2 separate regions of the Triticum aestivum genome follow, and region 1 is linked to region 2. The links are chromatin contacts, called in public Hi-C maps. All regions are on one chromosome and are shown on one strand. The core of a region is the stretch at or near the end of the contact, and the rest is flanking DNA. Distances in the headings are between cores, read along the strand shown. Region 1 holds the start of LOC123062858 (CBL-interacting protein kinase 19). Region 2 holds the start of LOC123062853 (proline iminopeptidase).

The links. Hi-C and Micro-C count contacts between places; a contact is called where the count stands out from the background.
Region 1: a contact with region 2 is called in a Hi-C map of leaf, with 4 times the contacts expected there. The contact joins the promoter of LOC123062858 here to the promoter of LOC123062853 in region 2. A contact is called at or near these places in 2 of 5 Hi-C or Micro-C datasets (both in leaf).

The regions. Positions count from the first base shown.
Region 1 is chr1A:523,345,974-523,351,374 of IWGSC CS RefSeq v2.1, forward strand. It overlaps LOC123062858 (CBL-interacting protein kinase 19), which reads left to right and starts at 1,393. Exons shown (of 3, transcript XR_006429926.1): 1 at 1,393-2,987; 2 at 3,657-3,749.
Region 2 is chr1A:523,063,431-523,069,391 of IWGSC CS RefSeq v2.1, forward strand. It overlaps LOC123062853 (proline iminopeptidase), which reads right to left and starts at 4,458. Exons shown (of 11, transcript XM_044486533.1): 1 at 4,294-4,458; 2 at 3,966-4,204; 3 at 3,750-3,848; 4 at 3,544-3,654; 5 at 3,389-3,451; 6 at 3,104-3,197; 7 at 2,737-2,834; 8 at 2,476-2,577; 9 at 1,986-2,099; 10 at 1,389-1,463; 11 at 704-964. The coding sequence starts at 4,390. The coding sequence ends at 869.

The sequences.
Region 1 (5,401 bases), core at 143-2,642, 280 kb after region 2:
GCAACACATAACTAAATTCACATATGTTCAATACTCTTTTGTTTTTGTGAGAAAACTTCCGTTCTATTCATCTTCAATCATGACAACACAACGAACACTAGAAATACTAAAAATACATCCAGATCCGTAGACCATCTATGGACGACTATTAGCACTGAAGCGAGCCGAAGGCGCGTCACCGTCATCGCCCCTCCCTCGTCGGAGCCGGGCAAAATTTGTTGTAGTAGATAGTCCGGAAGTCGTGTACTAAGGCCCCATAGGACCAGCGTAGCAGAACAACAACCGCCGCCAATGAAGAGTAGCGTAGATCGAAAGGATCCAACCTGAAGACACACAAATATAGACGAACCACAACCAGATCCAAGCAAATCCACCAACGACAAATCAGCCGGCGAAATACCTCCGCAGGCCTATCGACGATGCTAGACACAACGCTGGGATGGGGGTTTGGTGGGGAAAACCTTATTCCATCTTCAGAGAGCTGACATAGTCTTGTCTTCCTGAGTAGGACACAAACCCTAAGAAAACTCAAAGGAAGATCTAAAAACTGAGCCCTCTCGTCGGCAAGGGTCTGATTCTTCGCGCCACCATGGCCCTAAGGCCACTGAAGACGAGACGGACCGGCAGCCATGCATGCGGAAGACAGAGAAACCCTAGGCTTTTCTTTGAGGAGGAGGCAGCTAGGCCTACGTGAGACACATGTATGTTTGATACTCAATAATGTACAACTTTAAGTTAATCATATTTGTATAGATTTTGAACAATTAACACAATCATATTTTTGTATGATCCTGTTCCATGGAGTTTGCGTATGGCGGGGGAATGCATTTTCTGGGGAGCCTTCTGCTTATATTTTTTTCCCAAAACAAAAGTATTTCTCAAGCTCGATGTGCCAAGATCGTTAGTTCTGATTCCTGTGAAATTTTACCACCGCTAAAATCATTGAAATTTTAGCATCTTCGATGGTTAGCTTGGCAAAAAGACTAATCTTTTTTTCATTTGAGAGTTACGTATTCGAGCAGACACCACCACATTTTTGTCTAAAAATAGGTTGTATTTGAACATGACTTGAATTTATATGTCACCCAATTGTCTTTCCCCCACCCAAACCAGCAGAACCCTAGAAAATCCCAGAAATTTCACCACACTCCGAGTCTGAAAGGGAAGGAATTGAGGAGGAACACACTGGCATGGAGCTGTTGCCTTCTCTAGAAAAAGAAGTTGGCATTGAGCTGTAAACGCACGGCAGAAACCATTTAAAAACCAGAAGAGAAAGGGAACAAAAAGGTAGGAAAGCCCTCCGGAGCCTGCCAGACATACCCACCCCCAACCGCATCAAATAGGTCCCGTTCCGTTCCGCCCACCCCCGCGCAACCCGCCTCCCTCCCCGCGCCTCCGCCCGTCCCGCCCCCCATGGCGGCCACCCCGCCGTCGTCGCGGGACCCGTCGCCGCAGCCCCGCCGTCCCGCCGCCGCCGCTGGCCGGCCCGCCGCCAGCGGCACCGGCGCCGGCGCCAGCGGCAACGGCAAGCGCGGCGGCCTCCTGCTCGGCCGCTACGAGCTGGGCCGCGTCCTCGGCCACGGCACCTTCGCCAAGGTCTACCACGCGCGCCACGCCGACACGGGCGAGACGGTCGCCATCAAGGTGCTGGACAAGGAGAAGGCGCTGCGTGCCGGCCTCGTCCCGCACATCAAGCGCGAGATCACCATCCTCCGCCGCGTCCGCCACCCCAACATCGTGCGCCTCTTCGAGGTCATGGCCACCAAGTCCAAGATCTACTTCGTCATGGAGTTCGTCCGCGGCGGCGAGCTCTTCGCGCGCGTCGCCAAGGGCCGCCTCAAGGAGGACACGGCCCGCCGCTACTTCCAGCAGCTCATCTCCGCCGTCGGCTTCTGCCACGCGCGCGGCGTCTTCCACCGCGACCTCAAGCCCGAGAACCTCCTCGTCGACGAGCGCGGGGACCTCAAGGTCTCCGACTTCGGCCTCTCCGCCGTCGCCGACCAGTTCCACCCCGACGGCCTCCTCCACACCTTCTGCGGCACCCCCTCCTACGTCGCGCCCGAGATGCTCGCGCGCCGCGGATACGACGGCGCCAAGGCCGACATATGGTCCTGCGGGGTCATCCTCTTCGTCCTCATGGCCGGCTACCTCCCTTTCCATGATCAGAACCTCATGGCCATGTACCGCAAGATTTACAGAGGGGAATTCCGCTGCCCGAGGTGGTTCTCCAGAGATCTCACCAGCCTGTTGAATCGCCTTCTCGACACCAACCCGGAGACAAGGATCACCATGGCCGAAGTCATGCAGAGCAGGTGGTTTCAGAAGGGATTTCGGCCTGTCAGGTTCTATGTTGAGGACGATCAGCTGCACAGCTTAGGGGACGGTGAGAGTGAGGAGCTGGGTCTCGTCGAACCTACCGAGCCGCCGCCTCCTCCTCCTCTTCCGCCACCGCTGCCACCACCACCGCAGCAAGAGGATGATGACTCAGGGTGGGAGTCGGATTCCTCCGTCGCATCCTGCCCTGCCACGCTGTCGTCCGAGGAGCGGCAGCGGCCTGCCGGGCGTCTCACACGGCCAGCAAGCCTCAACGCTTTCGATATCATATCCTTCTCCAAGGGATTTGATCTATCAGGGCTGTTCGAGGAGCGAGGGAGCGAAGTGAGATTCATCTCAGCACAGCCCATGGAAACCATTGTTACAAAATTGGAGGAGATTGCCAAGATGAAGAGCTTCTCCATTCGGCGCAAGGACTGGCGCGTAAGCATAGAAGGCACCAGGGAAGGGGAGAAGGGGCCATTGACGATTGGGGCTGAGATATTTGAGCTTACACCAAGCCTCTTGGTGTTGGAGGTGAAGAAGAAGGCTGGGGATAAGGCAGAGTATGATGACTTCTGCAACAAGGAGTTGAAACCTGGGATGGAGCCTCTCGTGCACCACCAACAGGGCTCGGCTCGAAATGTACCTTCTGATACGGAGTAGTTCTAAAGGTAGCTCTCTTGCTTGAAAGGAATACAAAGAAATTTTGGATTAAAAGGATGTGTCTTTTATATGTTTAAGCATGGGACCTGAGCAGAAAAATGCCATTCGTATTCCTTAGTCCCTTTGTGTTAGTATTATTCATTTTTGCAATCCAGAATTTTTTATGCTAGCGTTTACTGTGTTTGTTGTAGTTGTTACATACATATATACAGTCTAAAGGGAGTTGTGGACTTCGCTTTCTCTACATTATCAATGTTTATCCTAGCTCAAGTGCTCATGTTAAATTATGCTTTATTCATAATAATTTACAAATTTCATCTGTAATTAACTCATCTCTTAAAAAGTAATGTACCATTGGAACTTTCGTGAGTGCTAGACTTACGAGTATTATAGCTGTTGTGTAACTTCTTATCTCAGCTTTCATCAAATAACCATCACATCAAAAGCAGAATGGCCATTGGCTCGCCAATGTCCAGCTTCAGCGATATACTACCATTCTGTTTTATCAAAACAAAATAAGATCTGAGGAAGTCATGCTCTACTGATGATCGTTTCAGTTGAACAAAGCTCTGAAATTTGAATCTACTCTATAGATCAACTTGGCTTTCTTATCTTTGAAATTAGTACAAAATCGTGTTATTCCCTCTCATTCTTCTGAGTCAAGTTGGTCTTGACAGAAACCGAGCAGAAGCGAAGGGTTGCAAACAATTCAATTCCTGTTCCTGCAAGGTCACAAACATATGTTACATATCAGTGTTATTCAGAAAGAGGTGCGGTAAGTTACTTGCATATTCTAATAATCGTCTATTAATTCCAAACCTGTTGGTCCAGAAAAAGGAAAGACAAACTGAAGTTTAGTGCATATCCTTTTCTGCGTCAAACATTGCAAATGAAGAGGACCAATGGTTCTGTGCTCCTGTATAGTCGTGTATGCGAGAATAGGTAAGACACTTAGCATGTACCATGATTCTGGAGTTGGATGGGACGATAGGGCAGGAGGGGCTGCGAGGAATGTGTCAAGGTTGGAGGATGGTCAATGTAGGCCACTGGGGCTTAAGATTGGACACTGTTATATGAATAAAGTTAGAGCAGGCATCACACTGAATAAGGTGAAGTTTAGGGGTCAGGATATAAGCATTTACTAAATATTTTATGTTGCATATGCCTATTCCTAATCTATTCCATGTACATCAGAGGTTGATATGTTATTTCAGAGAGGTACAATTAAGTACAGTAGCTTCCAAGCAACTGGACACTTGATAAGTTTTCTTATGTAATCATATGAAATTTGATAACATAACTTAATTGTTATAATAATATAACTAATATAAGAACAGTATGGCGTGACAAATTACAAAGGGATAATAGCTCAACCAGGCCAAGAATTGTGACAAAAGATCTATTTTTAGCTGAATGCATACAGTTGTCACACTGAATAAGGTAAAGTTGGCCAGGTTAGGGGTCAGGGATATAAACATTTACTGAATTATTTGTGTTACATATGTCTATGCCAATCTACTCCATGTACATCAAAGGTTGATATGTTGTTTCAGAGGAGGTGCAATAAGCACCTTCCAACACTGGGGTAATAGGAGCTCAATCATACCAGTAACTGTGATGATGAATGGTAGCTGAATGCAGTGAAAAAAAAGATGGCATGGTTAATTTCTGATCTTCGATTATGGATGTGTTCTTATCCAGTTTTGAAGATGTACATACCGGCAAACTGATCGTGTGAATACCTACTATGCCACCTTTTCTTGTTTATTAATTCACTCCATCAAATAAATTTACAAGTAGATTGATTGGGAAATTGCAATGTGGCGTGAAGGAAGGGAAATGCTTCAGAAATACCAATGTTGTGCATAACAGAATGCGCATAAGGTTGTCATGCTGGCTACCTTTTCATGTTTCATTAAATAACAGAAATGTTGATTTTTTTTCCTCTCTGCTCATCAACAAGGCATGCCATCTGCATAAGGTTGTCATGCTGATTCATGTTCATTAAATAACAGAAATGTTGATTTTTCTCTCTCTGCTCATCAACAAGGCATGCCATCTGTTGTCGCTCTTTGCTGAACAAGGATCTAGGCTGCAGTTGCCAGTTAGAAAGGCTAAGCGCTGGCAATCACATAAAGACATATAGGCGTGAGTGAAATCAATAGCCTGTGGCAGTACATCCTTGGAAGTCACTGCTTCGCTGAATCGTTTGACAGTTGTGTTTGGTGATTATTATCCTATTATCTTGGATTGTGTTTATACTTAGGAGCTGTTCGGTGATCCACTAGCACCACCAAATTTGAGGATCTGCAGAGCAGCTATTCCCCCGCTCCGGGATTTTTGACTTGTGGTCCGCCAGCTCCCGAAGCAAGAGTGTGGAGCGGAGGAGGGCCGAACAGGCCTTTAGTTTACATGAGGCTCA
Region 2 (5,961 bases), core at 3,208-5,707:
CTACTCCCTCCGTCTTATAATGCAAGATGTTTTTTTTTTACACTACACAAAGAGAGTAAATGACAACAAGACTTAGAGCATTTCTAACCGATCCCCTATAAGGCTATAGAGGAATAAAGTTTATTTTATTCCTTTAAAACACACCTAGCCAATCCCTTATATGCTATAGAGGAGTAAACTGTTCTAGTACTCTGTATCTTTGCCGTTCACAAAAATGTCTTTCCAATCCCAAGCTAAAATGTTCCTCTATGAATAGTAGAATAAAAATATAAAAAGAAAAAAATGCTGATTTTTTTACAACGAACATTGCTTAGTTTTCTTCCCACGTGCAATTTTTCATGATTAAATCACATTCATTGAGGTCTTGGAGAAAATAACAAAATCAGCATTCCACAATACTTTAAAAAACAATTTTTTTTCCTGAGCATCAGAACAGTTTTTTTCTTCACAAAAACTTGCACAGATGTAGAACATTCAACAATGTTTGTTACCATTTTGGGTTTTAATGTTCAAGTTCAGGAGCAGAAACTCCATGTCTTTCTGTTTCTTGTTTTCTTTCCTTTGTAAGCTGTTCGTTGTAATCCTACCCGGTCGATGGCTTTGTTAATTCGAAGTCGGGCTACGCTTGAGCATTTTCTCGGGCTCGGCCCGAGCCTTTCCATAAGAAAAAAAATACATCTGGAAACAAGCCTAAGGGACAAAATTAAGACAGCCAACTTTGATTGAATAGGGAACTGTTTGACACGTACAATCAGGCTGTGCTAAATGCTAAAGTGGTAATACCAGTTCTTATTTTGCAATGTAACCCCAATAAAATTCAGCTGAAATTCTTTGCCAGAGGCTGTGTGCCGCTATGGAGTCAGGCTGCTCATTTTTTCAACATGCTTTTAAGCTTTTCGTTAGCTGATACCAGTTCAGCTGCAACACCAACTTCATTGGCCGAGTGTCCTGCATCTGGAACCACCTGCAGTTATATGTCCTAGGTCAATATTTTATATCGAGCAGTTCAGAGATAGCAAGATACCCAGAAAGTGATGCCTGATTGACCGGTATGCATGGCAACGATGTTTGGAATGCGTGAAACTTAGCAAACTTATCAGAAGCAAAGTTGTCGAAACACTGGAATGTGTGAAACTTAGCAAACTTATCAGAAGCAAAGTTGTCGAAACACGTGAGCCTGATTGCTTTCTCTTAGAAAACTTATCAGAAGCATGAGTCAAATAATGCCAGTCTGAAAGTCAAACAAGATGGCCTGAACTACCAAATATGACAGTTGCTTAATGCTTCAGAACAAAGTAAGCAGGAAATGATGGCAATGGAACAGGAAAAGCATGTAGTTTTTGGCGGAGAAGATTTTGAAAAATACGGAAATGATTGATGATGTTTACCTTAAACTCAGCTTCAGGCCAAGCTTTATGAAGATCCCAAGCAGACATCATAGGACAGCACATATCATACCGCCCCTGCAACATAATCACTATAATGTACAAATGTACCTTGTTTGGAAAACCCTTTTTTTTGTTCTATATGGAACCTTAAAAACAGTAGTAACATTAAACTCATTTAAAGTGTAAACTAGTTATGTTTGCAGAGCGGTATAGTAAAGGAATATGTAGCCACCTTATTAGAGCCCATACAGAAATGAAAAATACTGAGTCGTAAATGAATTGTGACAATTTTTCATTCATACAACTGACGAATCATTGTTTAAGAATGAAGCTTCTACAAATTAACTTCTACCATGAAGATCATATCTCAGCTAAGAAAGGCAGGAAGGGTAGCAAACATCACTTTGAAGTTTGAACACTTTAGCCGCCAACTGAGCATATGATACTGGCACCCTACTGCTACATGCTGTATGTGAACTTGGTAACTGGGAAAGATTAACAGACTAGGGGAGCTAGACACTATGTCTAGCTAAATGCATTAAAAAAACACATGGACACACGTAATGGCAAACCAAGAAAGCTTGAGTAGACATGTACCTGTACAATGAAAGTTTTAATGTGACGAATCTTGTCGACGTTGTCCAATAAGTGTGAGTCCGAGTCTAAGAATCCCTTGTTAATAAAGTAGTGGTTTTCAATCCTTGCAAATGCCTGAAGAAAGTTAATCATGTGTTACCAAATATACAATAGAAAGTATCAAGACAGTAAAGTACTACAACATCCAAAGTGTGTATAGACAAACATCTTGTGGTGTGTAACCTTAAAAGCAAAAGAAGTCATTGCAGACATCTAAAGAAACATTCGACACTTATCAGTGCACTAGCATTGGAACAAGGATTTCAGTTCCAAAAGAGCCCTTCAAAGGCACTATTGTATTATTCCCTAAAAAATGCTAACAACTGTAAATATTTTTTTTATGATAATGATACTAGTTGGCCAACAGTAAAAATAAAATAATGTAATCTGATGAACATATGAAGCAACTGTGATCCCAAAAGGAAAACTTGATGCTTGTGGAAGTACTTGCCAATGAAAATTTGTCATCCTCCCCTCGTTTAATGTTCTCGTGATTTTGAAGAAGATGTGCAGTCATCATCTCCCACGTTGTCCATCTTTTAGCAGCTTCAATCTAAATGGTCAAACAGTCACAATTAACTTCTGTTCATCAGGAAACCAATGTAGGCACCGGTATATGTTTCAACCATAAGCAATGAAAAGGAGGAAGTATGTGGAAGCTACAAAAAGGAACCCATCAAATATATAGCATAACATAGATAGATGAGTCTACCTGGACATCAGCATCAGAGGAAGTTAGCCTTTTGCTGTAAGCAGCTATGAAACAATTCCTTTCGTCCTCAGGAATAAAATCTCTAAATGGTTCCCATGCTGCATATTAAAATTAAAGTAAGCAAATCTATTCGCACAACAACTGCATACTGCAAAATACAATGTTTGTGTTTCAGAAGAAAACATGAGTGGCTTTGGCTAAAAAGGCTGCCTGCTCTTCAATTCTTTCAGTACTATTTTGGACAACTTCAACTCTTTGAGTGGAATTGCTCTAATGGACATAATGAACAGAACTACATGTAATTTTTCAATTGCCTGCTAACATTTAACCAAGTTTTCTTCATAATCATTATCATAGCACAACATACCATCTGGGAAAACAGCTGCTGCACCGCCCTCGTAGAACCAATCAAGCTCCTTTTTCCTAAGCAAGAAAATGCCTCTTAAAACAATGCCAGTGACCTGTAAACCATCAGGGATAGTATTAGCAGAGCCTCAAGCTCCTTTTTCCTAAGCAAGAAAATGCCTCTTAAAACAATGCCAGTGACCTGTAAACCATCAGGGATAGTATTAGCAGAGCCTACAGTATACTAACTCTTTTTGCTCCTAAATTCAGGCTCACACGAGAATGCGGCAGACAGTAAATTACTGACCTTATCAGGGTGAGTCTGGCTGTAGGCGAGGGCCAAGGTGCTTCCCCATGAACCGCCGAACACCTACATTATCCCCCATAACTAGTGAATTTATTTACTGAATGATAGCCATACAAGCAAACAAATTCCTGAGAAGAAGATGTAATTGCAATTGCCTGCCACTCTGGAATGTCGAGGTGCTGCCTGAGCTTCTCGATGTCAGCCACCAGGTCCCAGGTGGTGTTCTCCTCTAGACAAGCATGGGGAGTGCTCTTGCCGGCGCCTCTCTGCAGTCAAACACAAACGCAAATTAAGCACCGGCACCGCAGTCGGATCTCCCCAGAACACGGGTAAACAGAGATAAGAGGGGATCGACACTAACCTGGTCGAACAGCACGATCCTGTAGAACTCCGGGTCGAAGAACCTGCGGTTGCCCGGCGACGTGCCGGCCCCAGGACCCCCGTGGAGGAAGACGACGGGCTGCGGATAGAACAAAACTCAGCCTGGTTTTGTCAGACAACAAGGAACAGTGGAGGAGGAGGGGGAGGGGGAGGGGCGCATTGGCGCCGGGGCAGGGGGGTTGGTGGTGGCGCTCACGTGGCCCCCGGGGTTCCCGGACTGCTCGTAGTAGATGGTGTGGACGTCGGAGACCCTGAGGCGGCCGGTGTCGAAGGGCTCGACGTGCGGGTACAGATCCTTCCGCGCGGCGGGATCCATCTCCGGGCCGGAGACGGAGAGGCTGGCGCTGGCGCCGGAGGAGGAGCGGGGTCGGCGGCGGTGCCTCTGCGGCCTGCCGTGGGCGCGGAGAAGACGGCAGTTCCCTGGGGCCTGTGCTCCTGGAAGAGGGAGAGGGAGATCTAGTTGTAGAAGAAGGTCATGGAGATAAGGCTGGGATCGTGGGGATCGAGGAGATGATGGCGGTTACCTTGGGGAGGGGGTGGGGGAGGAGGCGGCGGGCGCGAGAGGCGTGCGGGGGCGGGACAGCGGAGGAGGAGGAGGGGAAGAGAGAGTGGGCGGATCATTTGGGTGGTTTTCCGTTTCCTTTTTTCGTTTCCGTTCTGGCGAGTGGGGTGTGGAGTGGCGCCCGCCGGTCGATCCATCCACTCCACGGCCGGCCGGGTGGCGGGTGGTAAAAAGTGCTCGCGCGGGTGTGTACGAGCATGAGAATAAGAGGGATATCCACGCGCGCTCCTTCGCCGCCCGTCTCGCCACGCCTCGTCACGACGCGCCGCGCCGCGGGTTGCGGGAATGAGCCGACCTCCTATGTTTGAGGGTATCCACTATAAGAGGTGGCGCGTGAGAGCAGTCTTATGGTTTCAAACCATGAGTTGCTATGACGCCACTCTCGGCAAACCTGAAGGAGAGCTTGATCCTCAACAGGCACAAGCTTTTCAGAAAATGGATACTCTGTTTAAGGCTGCTCTCTTGAGTGTTCTTGGTGAGAACATAGTTGATGCTTATGCGTCAATTGATAATGGAAAAGATATGTGGGATGCACTCGAGGCCAAGTTTGGGGTCTCGGATGCTGGCACTGAGTTGTACATCATGGAGCAATTCTATGATTACAGGATGACTGAAGAGCGCTCCGTGGTTGAGCAAGCTCATGAGATACAGTCATTTGCTAGAGAACTTGAGCACTTCAGTTGTATGCTACCGGACAAGTTTGTTGCCGGAGGTATCATCACTAAGCTTCCTCCTTCATGGAGGAACTTTGCTACCTTGCTGAAGCATAAGAGGCAGGAGTTTTCCGTCCTAGATCTCATTGGCACTCTTGATGTGGAAGAAAAGGCGAGAGCAAAGGACACACGTGCTCGAGGTATTGAGGAAGGATCTAGTGCCAATGTGGTACAGAAGCAGAACTTTCAGCCCCACAAGTTAAAGAACAAGGGCAAGTTTGATGGAAAAGCAAAGTTTGATGGGAAGAACAAGGCTGTGCAACACACGAACTTCAAGAAGAAGAATGGCAAGAAGAAAGGTGCTTGTCATGTGTGTGGGGATCCTGATCATTGGGCTCCTAGTTGCCCTAATCACTTTGACAAGCGTCATCCTGGGAAAGGCGGCAAGACCGCTAATGTTGTCATTGGAGACACTGACATGAAGGATGCTGGGTATGGTATATTTCCCACTATTCTTTCAGTATGTTATTCTCCTGACTGGTTGATTGACACGGGTGCTAATGTGCATGTATGCAGTGATATTTCCATGTTTTCATCTTATCAGACCGTAGGGACTTCAACCGTGCTGATGGGCAACAGTTCAAGTGCTTCTGTTCGTGGTGTTGGCATGGTCGATCTGAAGTTTACTTTGGGGAAGATCGTGCGGCTGAAGAACGTGCATTATGTCCCCTCCGTCAATAAAAATCTTGTTAGCGGATCTCTTCTGTGTAGAGATGGCTACAAGCCTGTCTTTGAGTCGAATAAATTTGTAATATCCAAGTATGGAACCTTTGTTGGTAAAGGCTATGAGTCAGGAGGCTTGTTTCGTTTATCCTTATCAGACGTTTGCAATAAAGTTGTTAATCATATTTGCAACAATAGTGAATCCAATGTGTGGCATTCACGTCTTTGTCATGTTAACTTTGGTTGCATGCCGC